4 separate regions of the Drosophila melanogaster genome follow, and regions 2, 3 and 4 are each linked to region 1. Evidence: chromatin contacts called from public Hi-C and HiChIP or PLAC-seq data. All regions are on one chromosome and are shown on one strand. Each heading gives the region's core, a stretch centred on a gene start, on an enhancer-like site or on the middle of the called end of the contact. The rest is flanking DNA. Distances are from core to core; before and after follow the strand shown. Region 1 holds the start of Asator (asator,). Region 2 holds the start of 4E-T (eIF4E-Transporter). Region 3 holds the start of pan (pangolin). Region 4 holds the start of Sox102F (Sox102F,).

Region 1 (3,155 bases), core at 327-2,826:
TATTGATTTCAATATTGATTTTGTTGCACATTATTAACATTTACGTCGAATCCATCCACACCACCGAAAACGTTCTTTCGGAAAATCAATTCAGCTGTCACAAGAATTTAAACGTTTTAACCCCTTTTCTGTATGATATTTGAAGCGGAAAACTATGCGTTGTTCAGTTTTTAACCCTCACATTTATACTGTATATTTCTGGTATTTCAAAATGGCAAATATTACGTGTTTAGTTGCAGCAATATATCTTAGTAAATAGAATTAGGTAATTATAAAAAATTAAAGAATACGTTGCACAGTTGCGGAATCCGGTCACGAAAACAGTCCCTGAATCATAGATTAGGAGACATACATATGTTTTTTCCAACATAGAAGACCTTCTTCTTGAAATCTTTGATTTAGGATTTCTTTAGGGACCAGAGTCACAGTTATTGTCTAGTAATCAACAAAATTGATTGCAATTTTACTATTGTATTCTTTTTGACATAGATTATACTAGTTTAAAGGGGGCTTTCACTCCTTAGAATGGTAGACGAGGTAACAAACCCTTTTTTTTCATATAATATACATAAATTTTTGATCCTAGCGCTGCTAACATATAGCATACGGTGCTGCCAATGATACATACATACAAATACAGTTATAATCTTGAATTACAGGTAATAATTAACTGTCTCATTTGCTTAATCTTTGTTTTTGTTTAGAGAAACGTATTGCATCAAATTCCTTTTAGGGGCTCGTCGTACATAAACAAAATTCAGACATACAGAGTAACTATGTAAAAAGTAATAAGCTGACCTGTAAAATTCTTGATGTACATGCAGCGCCACCTTTTGGAATTTTGAGTAGTTCAAGTAAATTCCTTAATTTTTTCCCAGTTGCAGAACCACAATTTAATATCGAATGGATCGATTAACGGAGCCGTCCATAGATTTCGTGTTGGAATATGAGGAAATAGTAAAAATATACTATCGATTTCTACACGCTGCAGTAATCGTATATTTTTTTCGAATTTGATTTGATCAAAATATTTTGATTTCGTTTTTAAGTGCTCTGGTTTTCCCAAAATTTACGAACTTATTTACGAACAATACTTTTGGAAATCCTTTAAATTAATTAAATAATTGTCTGGCAACTCTATGACTGACGGAGAACAGATGTTGAAGTCTACGTGTAAAAATAGGTCTAAAATGCTTTAAAACCTTTCAAGAGAAACCATGGATAGAATCTTCTGAGATTGCCCCTGTAGATATATATTTTTTATTAGCCCTGGATTAAACTGGAACGTGGTTTATGTCCTAACCCAGGTTCAAACACGGAACCAGACCAAACAAATTAAATATAGAGGCGGAAATATAATCGTAGCAATGTTCAAAATTGAAGTGAAGCTTTTACTCCCGACTTTCCTAAAAAATGTCATATATTATATAAGAACACACGCTATATATATGTTGAAATAATTCCTTCTTGAAGATATCATCTCAAATGGCTGCAAGTTTGGGGAGACTAAAGATAGCTGTTTATGTTATTCACCTATACACACATATCTGAATACCGTAGTATATACCTAAAAAATCAGTTCGATGCACAGAATGCCTAAAGATTCAGCGGGAAGCATTTGATAGAACAATATATTTCTTAATTACAACTTTTAGTAAAATATTTTATTGGTGCAAAACAATAGGTTTGCCGACAATAAGAAATATTTTATAAAGACAAATTTTAAAGTACCAAATGTAAATCAACTTTTTGCTGTTCGTTTTGATAAATTTATTATAATGTGATCGTCTTAAAAATAATAAATTTACAAATGTGGTCATGTGAACATGTGGATACAAGTGGATCACGCGAATTCCGCGTTGTTATTTTTTCGACGTTTTTACGGAACTTCTCTATAATTAAATCAGTATATAAAAATAGACACATTTGCCTATATAACGTAAATAAACGTAATCATAAATACAGACGATAAGTGATGTGAGCTAATCTAAATAATTGTATAGATTATTATTAATACAGTAAATTGCTCTCAAGCAATAATTAACCTACTTACAGGATTACAACAGAATAGAATTACAGTTTACGTCCAATTAAAGTAGTTTTGCAATAAAATTAAAAACAACAAACGATTATATCACGCACAAAGTATTCGCTCTTACAGTTATGATTAGGCTGCTTTGAGTAATCCTTATATGTTACTTGTGATATTACTACGTGATTATATGAATAATTTCAATCACACTCATATGTGTTCTTGAAGAAGTGAAAATACCGATACAAATTGATAGTTTTTTCCATATTTTAGAAAATAAAAAAAATACATTAAATCAAGTTCTAAGATATCTAAGTTTAAGGACAGCACAGAATTTTGCCATCATGCATTTGCAGGAGTACCTCAGGTATGTTTTGGACTCATACTCTTCTTTAACATATATGTAAGAAAATTAAAACTGAAAATTATTTGGTATCTAAAAATGCAAAAAAAGAGCAGTGTTGTTAATTTTTTTTTTAATTTTCGATGAATTTTGTTAATATGTCACACGGTAGGACGGAAATGTGGAAAATATAACGATTAATATAAATATTAATATATAACGATAATACGAAGCTGACGAAGTATTGAATTAGAACGGCAGCTATTTCTAACTCTAGCGGTGGAATTACGGCAGTTAACCTAATGAATTTTTGTGTGTTCGACCTAACAGGAATAGAAAAAGTACAGTAACAATACAACAATTATATACTTTAAAACGTTCTAAAATTCAGAAAGCCTTTTCATATATATGAACTCGACTAGACTCGGTCCTAAGCGGGCCTTTGATATAATGCAAGCGTACAGAAAATCGCCCAGTTTTCTAAATTGTGCTTATTGGTGGAATTTTTTTTTTTTAATTTGTTGTAGGCTATAGAGTGACAGCGTTTTATAGAAACTTACACTGTTACAAGTCCCGCTTTTATAGCTCCCGAGACCTCGACGTTCATACGAACGGACGGATATTACAACATCGACTCTGCTATTGATCCTGTTAATATAATTTATATACTCTATATCGTCGAAATTTTGCCTTCTATCTGTTTTCCAGATACTTTATAATATTTCATGTCCACTAAGATTACATCTTCCCCACGTTTGAATTGTTTTGTCTATGCCTTTC
Region 2 (3,155 bases), core at 474-2,973, 470 kb before region 1:
AATATGAAAAACTTTGATTTTTAATAACTCGACATATGGCTTTATTTGTACCACATTTCTTCGTACTGTGCCATACCATCCCTATTTTGCCATCCTTACGATACCGCCGTCATTATCTTCATTAATGGGTGGGTAGAGACCGTTAGGTCAATGCAGGACGGCATATAGAAATTGGGTGACGCACTCTTAGACCATAACCAAAACTATCGTATATTCTCAAAAAAAGGGGACTATGACTATAAAAATAGCTATGTATTTAACTCTAAACCTCTATAGATTTTGATAGACCATGACATTGTGTGGAACATGATGTCATTTTCTAGACATTGTGCACGAAGATCATTCCCGAAGTCGACCGAACACTTATTCCGTGCATGTTTCATCAGACCGCCGGCAGCATATTTTAGCGTTAGGCGTGCACTTCCTTGTATAACTGTGTACACCTACAAAAAATTTCAAAATCAATCTATCGGGCACGCTCCGTTAATCGAAGTACTTTACGATTTCGATTTTAAAGATTGGTGCTCCGGTTTTCAAATTCGTAAGGATTTTCGATGTGTATAACGGGCACTTTTGTCTGGCCGAAATGAAAAGTATATGCCCATTTTTATATCACGTTAGATCTTAACCAAGGGAAAAAATAGTTCAGTAGTCTATTGATTTATATTCATTAGTTATTTTATATACAATTTATTTCTGACCCCATCAAAAATTTGATATACAAAATTTTGCTGTCGGCAACAAAAATTTTCGATTTGGCATTTTAAAACGCAAGATCGGTGCTCCGGTTTTCAAATTCGTAAGGATTTTTCGATTTGTAAAACGGACACTTTTGTCTGGCCGAAATGAAAAGTATATGCCCATTTTTATATCACGTAAGATATTATTTACCAAGGGAAAAAATAGTTTACTCAGTGGTCTATTGATTTATATTAATTATTTATATTCATTATTTATTTTATATACAATTTATTTCTGACCCCATTAAAAATTTGACATACAAAATTTTGCCGTCGGCAAAAAAAATTTTCGATTTGGCATGGGGTCATGCGTGCGTCGACTAAACTTACTTATAAAATATAAAAGAATTAATTATCTTAATTTAAAAGATGGCCTATAGTGTTCGTAAGTAATGCTATTTAATTTAATTAATTAAACGGTCAAAATGCAGTAAAAAATTAAATGCGAACATCGGAATTAAAATTGTGAAAAAGGTGTCCGCTGGAAAACAGCTTAAACAGCTGTTTACTGTACAGAAAACACTCCGACAGCAAAAAATTTTACGAAATCAAATCGAATTCGGAAACAAATTACGATTATTCGGTAATGCATGCCTGATTATAATTTCTTGATTTGTTTTATATTAAATTTAAAATTTAATAGTTTAATAATATAAAAATATTCTTATTTATATTATATATTATGAGTATTTCAAATGTAAATAATCATATAAACTATTTTATAAAACATCGACGTTACATAAATAAAATTTATTTTTTGTTTTTCAAGTGTAAATAATAATATTAATCATTTTAGAAAACATTCGGCACCTTTACTCGACGCTCATACGAACGGACAGATATGCTTAGTCTGGTATCGCTTTAGCACCAGTAGGAAAAACCTAGAATTTCTTTTCCCACAAATGTCACAACTTCAAAATTCCATTGTTTCACGGTGTTTCTCTTTTAATGTTTCAATATTAATATATATAATGCCTTAAGGTTCAATAAGAACAAAATATTTTCAATGTCTATATCCCACTCCAATTTAGCGTGATATTCACAAAGCTAATCGCAACATTGTGAGCATTAAAAATTGTTATATATGTATGTAAGCGTCTTGGGATTATATTCTCATGAAACTCAACAGTCATATATATGGCCTTAAAATACGTATATATATATATATATATTAATTTTTCAAAGTGTGTGTTTGCATAAGTGGTGTGTACTATTTGTATATTCATTGTACAATTTCTCCCGTTCATATAGGAGAGTGTTCTGTTTTTAATAATTTTGGATATCTTAACTTTTTCGACTTTCTGTAATAAGTTAGATTACACAGTGAACTATAGTCCTTAGCAATGGATACATCAAAGATTAGTGCCAGGTATGTGGATTAAATATTGGTAAATTTTAGTCAACTTTTTCGATATTATTCTCGCGTACTGTTTTTTTAAACTTGTATATGTACTAACATTGTTTTAACAATCTGTTTCACATTAGGTACTCGAAAGTAGACCTGTTAGCTCTAAGATATGAAGGTAAAAGTCGACAGCGCCCGCAATGTTCAACACGACTTGAATTGCAGACGCTAGGTTTTTGGAAAATTAATCTGAACACAGCTGCGTTAACCGTGTCCAGCGCCTATTCTAATCAAAACAAGAATCGACTTTCTCCAGAAGCAGATAACTCGAGCTTAATTTGTTCCAATAGTAGCTCAATAAGTTCACGTCGCGCTATGAGAAATCGAGAACGGGCAAACAACTATTACCAGCGCTTCGTACCTACCGATTCTCTTCTAATAAGTGGGGAGGATAAAGATAAGGATGCGCTTTCTCATGGACAGCCCTATAAGTTGAATATCATCGATCACCGTAGCATATCATCTTCACATTTAATGCCGGCATTTGCAAAGAGGCGTTTTGTCATATCGAAAGGCAGCAACAGCGAGGAAAGCAACGAGGGGATAAACACTTGTGCAAGCAAGGGCAAGGCAGCCAGTTCGCCTAGCCGTAAGGGTAGCGAGTTGGATACTGCTGAGACATGTTTGAATTTTGTTCAGCCGGATCACGACCAATGCATGTCATCTTCACCTACATTTTCAACATCCCGCCAAGAAAGGCGGATTGGTAGCGGTCGGCTGTTGCCAAGAAGTGATAATTGGGATTACAAAAACGAAAAGACCGTAGAAGCCAGCATTGAGAATGAAAAGGAAACATCTCCAAATGGATCTGGAAGTACAAGCAGTCTTAATCAGCACAATCAAAGCCAACATCGTTCTCGAACATTCAGTGGAAGGTTAGTTGAACGTGTTCCCGAAGTCACAGATCGTCGTTTTCAATATGACTCCAAAAAGTCTTTTGATCGTCAGGGAATTAATAATCGACGCATTTCTGGTAAGGAGCCTTTCAGTACTCAAAGCCGAAGCAAGCG
Region 3 (3,155 bases), core at 222-2,721, 420 kb after region 1:
GAAGTCGTTTAAGTAAAATATACATTTTTTTACTCAATTTCTAAAGTCCAATCTTAACAACACTTTTATTCTGATGAAATATTGCTCGGATATGACGGATTATTTTAAATGAAAAAGTTGTATTAGAATAGGAATTTTCGTGTCTTTAAAAGCGTAGTGCAACAATTTTAATAAGTAACTAATAACTATACACATAAAAAATGTAGGTGTTATCATAATATTATTTTGTTAATTTCTTTAAGGTCTTGCAATTTACACAACAATGCATGCGGTTTAAAAATGCTTTTTATGTGTGTTCTCCATCTTCACACCTTTCCACAAAAAAAGGGCTGTAGTTACTAGAAATCTTCATTTCACAAAAAAAAAATAAATAAAAAAAAATAACCTTGCCCTTGCATTTTATTTAAAATAAAAGTTGTATCGACCTGCAAGGACAAATTCTTACTCACTTTTCTCGGAACTAAATGATTAGCAAAATGGAAAAGCGTATGTAAAATATACATACATAGCGATTTGTCACATTTCGGCTTTGGAGGCACGGCGATTTATTCATTACCTGACTGGGCCGTCGGAGATTTGAACTAAACGGATAGGTAGGCAGAACGCGCTGAGGCAAATAGCTAACTACATACTAGTTTAAGGTAACAACTTTGTCGACGCCGACAGCGGCAATAGCAAAAACAAAGCAGAATACGCATCGGCTCAAGACTAATGACACAACGAGTTTCTATTTAGAAACAAGATTGTGGTGTATCAACAGGTAGAGACGAAAACGACAGAGTCTAAACAAAAATATATGCGTAAAACAGAATACAGAAAACTGTATTTTCAGCAAATAAATAAACAAACATCAGGGTGTGTGTGAGTACTGTCGGCTCTCTGCATTCGAAGCAGAGGATCCAATGCCGTGTTTACATATACATGCATAGTTACACGTATACATATATCTATCTGATGAGTATCTACATATATGAACACGACAATGTGGTGTTAACTTTATATTTAAGTTATTAAAACAGAAAATCGGATCTGAAATTAAAATGTTCCCTGAAGAGCGAAAAAGTGCGCACGTTTGACTTTATTGTATAACTTGACCGATGACTGTGGATGTTATTATATTGAACTTAAGCAGGGACACTTACAGTGATGATTTGATTAAACAATCCGAGAGATTAGAGCAGTAAAATTTGAATCCTTTATACGTTAGTTTACTGAAAAGCTATCCACAAAGCCACAAATTTGCAGCAAACTTTTCTGTTATTAAGCACACTTACATGTGAGAAAAATACTAATTGAAAAAGGTTTCACAGTTAAAGGCATACACGCATTAATTAATCAGACACAATATTTTTGTATGTCATACATACATACGTATACTTTTTATCAACACACTTGCACGAGAATTCATTCTTGGGCCAGTCAACGAGTACCGAACGCAGCTTTGATCGCTGCTCTGCCAGCACACGAATGCCGATAAACACTCATATATATATTTGTTTTTGGCTGACATACACTTATACTAACACAGGAAGTTATATATGTTGCATATATGTATATTTATTCATCAAAGCACAATTGGGTGCACCCGCGACGGTAAGGTGATATATTTACACATTTTGTACTTTAAATCAGGCGCATAATTAATTTATACTGAAACAGGCACAAAACAAAGAATGGTACTCTAAAATAATTCCCGGTTCAAAATGTTATCAGATTTAAAACGCCGTACCACGTCTGCGTTGATCGAATTTTTTTTAAATTAGTGCTGGAATAACGACGATGGCAACTGTCGATAAGCAGGCGTGCATCGATGTTCTGCCGCGACAATTCTCGATATTTTGCTTATATCGAATGGCTCGATTAGCATTAAATAATCAAAAAAAATTATAACAAGAATTTTCATTTTTAACTTTTCAATGTTTGTTAGATGTTAAAACACAATAATAAGATTTTTTATTATTTTGGTTCGCTTAAGCTAAAGGTCGATATATTCATTTAAACTCCTAATAGCGGTTTGGGGTCATGCTTAGTTTTTAGAATGGATTATGTACATGATAAACTCATGCAGTTTTCACCCATACGCTACAATTTAAAGATATCGTATTTCGCTAATCACTGAACTTGTCGGGCATTGCCATCCTAATTTTAAAGTTTGGTTGTCGATTAACATTGTACAAATTACATCTCAAGATGGCTGCTCTTGATACGTGCAGATTTCAGAATGATACTTCGAAAATTCACCTCTCGGTGTATGTAGAATTCAGGATGGTAGTTCTTCATATGTGCATAAATCGTATGGCAGCTCCCGATATGTACAAATATCAGGATGGTAAGTTTCAAAATGTGCAAAAATCGGAAGGCACCTCCCGTGATGTGGGAGTTGCCAGGTGGCAACTCATGATATGTATAGGTGTATTTCCCATTAAACGGGCCAGCATTTGACCATTTGACCAGCATTGCCAAGCGTATTTCACCGATCCACGTCATTTTTAAAATAATCGAAATCGAAATGCGAGACCGTTTCTGAACTAGCAGTTGCCTAGCATCCTCCTAAAATTCATGAAGTTATATTGTATGGTGTGCCCCAATACAAAAATTAAAAACATTTATCAATCTTTCTTCATTTTAATTATAAAAATGTATTTAAAAACACTTGGGCCTGTTCCAATTTAACTGTGATGTTATTGATAATGGTAAACGATATCATATGATACGCACACTTTTAAAATTTGCCTTGGACCCAATTAAAAAAACTGACCGCAAGGCGGGATGATCTCGACGCCGAGATATAATGGAATCAAATTAGGCATGCAGATTCAGTTTGTTAAAAATATTTGGATGTTTGGAGAACACGCATAATAAAAAAAAGAGATCAATTTCGTACGCCCATAACTTCTGTAATGAAGCTGTAGTTCTACGTATTTTGGAAAGACCCTATGGCTTAGCCGGTCTCGAGCAACAGCATAGATATATTAGCTTTATACAAAATCATTTAAATGCTTAATTTTGTTCACTTAATTTTTAAAATTTATTTTTTTTTTTATTTATTTTGCTTTATACTAAAAAAAAAAGTCAAAAATAGTAAAATAAAACAAAATTAAGACATTTTACAAAATGATTTTTTTTTATAATTCTTGGCTCGTATCGAATAATTT
Region 4 (3,155 bases), core at 463-2,962, 350 kb before region 1:
CAAAGACACTAGAATAATATTCTAGTGTCCGTCATAATTGCAGTAGCAAAAGTGCCATCTGTTGGTAATTATCTATACCTAAAGTAAATTCACCAGTTTATATGCGCTGCCAACCTGCTTTCTACACTAGTAAAGGGCTGCCATTCTCATTTCTGATTGCAGCGGTTCGTAAATTTTGGGATGGCAACGCCAATCGTCCTCGCAAATCAGGATAGCATTTTTGGAAAAACTGAAAAAATACCGGCGATTTCTGAGAAAGTATCTCTACTAATAACTTACATATGTTGACCTGTACAGCGTTAGAAATCCCGAGGAGAGGCATTCCAACAGGCTTGAGTAGCGCATGGTGTAAGCTCAGGACTATTAGCTACTATTATGTCTTGTGGTTTTTATATAATAATATGTAAAACATCTTGTGTATATATACAAGACGAAATTTATACATTGGGTGTTGCCTCTGCTTCTTTTTAAAACATTATTGGTTTGGTTCAAGGACAACCCTCGCACGCCGAGTTTCAACTTTATCGAAAACTGAGTACTTGATTTGAATAAAATATACATGTATAATAGGGATGGTAACAAAAGTTCAAACTGCGACGTTGGAAGCAAAAGTTTTGGTTCATATATATAAGACGAAATTTATACAATGGGCCTGTGCTACAAAAATTATTATTATTAGTATTCTCCGTTTAAAACGTTATTGTGTTTTTTTGTAGTTCAAGGACAAAGTTTTAAATGTTTAAGGGTACAATACAATAATAAATTAAATGCCTTATAAGAATACCGCTATAAACATTTTTATTTTAAAATACTCAAATGAACATAAAGACGTCAGGAAATTTTTTATGTATTATAACATGTTTTTTAATCTTCCACTTCTTATTATAAATCAAAAAGAGCTTCCTAAAAACTCTTTAAAATAGTTATTTACTGTAAGACGAACTTATACGTTTTTTACCAAATCCTAAATTACTGAACATAGCACAGTGTTAAACCAATCCGAGACATCTATCGAATTAAGCGATCACACCTACCAATTTTCAAAAATTCAATAAATGAATAATCGATTTGATTGTAATCGGAATGCAGGGCTGAGTTTAATACAAGCAGATCTCAAAATATTGTCATGGCCACTCTAACCGTCCGAAATTTTATTAATATTAATATTTATTAATATTTTTCCATTTGATTTGTCTGTACAATTTTTATTGATATACCAAAAATATTTTGGACATACCCAAAATGCGGATTATGACAAAATCATATATATTCCAATATAATCATATAATCATTACGTTTCCGCTTGATCGTATAGTAAGTATTTTATACACTTAAAGTAAATCTTGTTAGCGATCTCAACCTGCGTTACGATATCTCAACGAAAACAGTCGTGGAATTGCAATTCAAAAATATATGGAGACGGAGAACGAAGCGTAAAATTTGCAAAGTATCTGCTGTATAACTGGACGTGCGCAAGAATACCAAACTTCAGACAGAACGCAGAGCCGCGATTGGATAACAAGTCACAAAACCAAATTTCAAATTGAATAACCACGCCTCTTTAACATTATTTGCTTCTCTGCAAAAAAAGAGAAAATTCCGTTCAGAAAGAGAAACCAAACATGTCCAAAAAATTTCTCTTAATGTAAAAACTTAACATATGATTAACATGCAGTTAACAGGCAACAGCAATGGAAGTGGAATTGGAATCAGTGACCAGTGAACATCGCTACACAGTGGTGGTAACATTCCACGTGCGCGGGCTAACCTATGCTGCATAAGACCACACGACTTTGAGTCGGAACAGAATGACTTTTGACTCAAAGCCTGCAATGCACCGATTGCAAAGATTTGGTTGCACACACAAGTTGTACACAATGGATTCTCAGGGTGTTCTGCCTTAAGATCGTGCACTCACACCACTATAGGACCCAACACACTTTGCATGTGAATGCGGTGCACGTGCATCTGCATCTGCCGTGTACTCTGTGTTGTGCATTTGTGTTAAGTGTTAGCTACAAATCATTTCACTACAAATGTCCACTGAGCCTAGTGATGACTCAGAGCGATGTATGTGTATTTTATATTTTCGCAGTATACCGTTCCATGTAGTTCACATTTTCCCTAGCACGGACCAAAGTCAACGCCAAGAAACATCAATTAAGCTCAAACACGCTGAACAGTGCAAAACGGTTTTTGTGCGAATCAAAAATTACTCTTGCAAGCTCCGTGAGCGAGGGGACTAACGCGATGCATCATTGGTAGAGCCAACGGAATTTTGATTAGATACGAAGATGAACACAAGTAGTGTCTTTACACAAAACGCGTATTAGGAACTAGCAATGGGTTGTCTGGAAATCCAAACCAAATGGGAAAATGTATATCTTTAAGCTTATAGCTCGAGGGGTGAGAGCGACTAGGCAGTTTTTGTACGGCCCAGAAATTCCCGAATATGTGCCATGATCCAAAGTATCAAAACGTTTATCGACGTGTCGTTAGGCAAACAAACGGAAAATAATCGGGCGCTGTAAATGTGAAGCAGAAAAATAAAGTGAATTTTCAAAGTGCCATAAGATAATATACATAAATATACGCATCACATTTATATATATTTGTCCTATAAATATCTATAACTTGCCCACGGCCGATAATACAATCCTTGATGCACCTAGTCAAATGAGTACAACTAAAATATATATAATATCAACCGGGTTCCGTAAGAAAAGGTGAGTATACTATGCTTCCCCGCAATGACACTATTCAAATTCCCCATACGACAGTCGTAAAAGATTTCCCCTACCACAACTTTTGGCATTGTTCTTCCAAAAGCTGAGATCTTAGGCCCGCGGTTCGGTCAGTTTTCCCGAATCATCGCGGTTTGTTATGCCGGTTGCTGCTCTAAACAAGCATTGGTCGCGACAGGTGCATTGCCACGCGAGAATATCTTTCGGGAAGGGGAGGGAGGTCTGAGGCAACGATCGGAACTGGAATCGAAATTCGGGCTGGTCGCAGATGGGTTGGAGGATGGAAGGAATGCTTCATGAGTAGCTGGCTCGAAGAAGTTGGAGATCGTATACGAAATGGCTCAGAGTGGACTGGTTTTTGAGGTCGCATGTGCTTGTGTATCCGTGGCCGAATGGGGACAGAAACGAAGT

The links. Hi-C and Micro-C count contacts between places; a contact is called where the count stands out from the background. HiChIP or PLAC-seq counts read pairs in DNA pulled down with a chosen protein or histone mark.
Region 2: a contact with region 1 is called in a Hi-C map of the Kc167 cell line, with 3 times the contacts expected there. The contact joins the promoter of 4E-T here to the promoter of Asator in region 1. A contact is called at or near these places in 8 of 107 Hi-C or Micro-C datasets (the Kc167 cell line, the ML-DmBG3-c2 cell line, the S2 cell line and 3 more).
Region 3: a contact with region 1 is called in a Hi-C map of the Kc167 cell line, with 2.8 times the contacts expected there. The contact joins the promoter of pan here to the promoter of Asator in region 1. A contact is called at or near these places in 1 of 107 Hi-C or Micro-C datasets (the Kc167 cell line) and 1 of 6 datasets of contacts at active chromatin or transcription factors (the Kc167 cell line).
Region 4: a contact with region 1 is called in a CP190 HiChIP or PLAC-seq map of the Kc167 cell line, with 2.9 times the contacts expected there. The contact joins the promoter of Sox102F here to the promoter of Asator in region 1. A contact is called at or near these places in 1 of 107 Hi-C or Micro-C datasets (embryo) and 1 of 6 datasets of contacts at active chromatin or transcription factors (the Kc167 cell line).

The regions. Positions count from the first base shown.
Region 1 is chr4:484,454-487,608 of dm6, reverse strand. Asator (asator,) reads left to right here and starts at 1,576. Exons shown (of 14, transcript NM_001272127.1): 1 at 1,576-2,399. The coding sequence starts at 2,377.
Region 2 is chr4:956,960-960,114 of dm6, reverse strand. 4E-T (eIF4E-Transporter) reads left to right here and starts at 1,723. Exons shown (of 8, transcript NM_166798.2): 1 at 1,723-2,109; 2 at 2,226-3,155. The coding sequence starts at 2,084. lncRNA:CR45201 (long non-coding RNA:CR45201) reads left to right here and starts at 681. Exons shown (of 1, transcript NR_123751.1): 1 at 681-891. It also overlaps asRNA:CR44030.
Region 3 is chr4:67,969-71,123 of dm6, reverse strand. It overlaps pan (pangolin), which reads right to left and starts at 1,471. Exons shown (of 12, transcript NM_001258477.2): 1 at 1,143-1,471.
Region 4 is chr4:832,950-836,104 of dm6, reverse strand. It overlaps Sox102F (Sox102F,), which reads left to right and starts at 1,712. Exons shown (of 5, transcript NM_001014695.2): 1 at 1,712-2,726.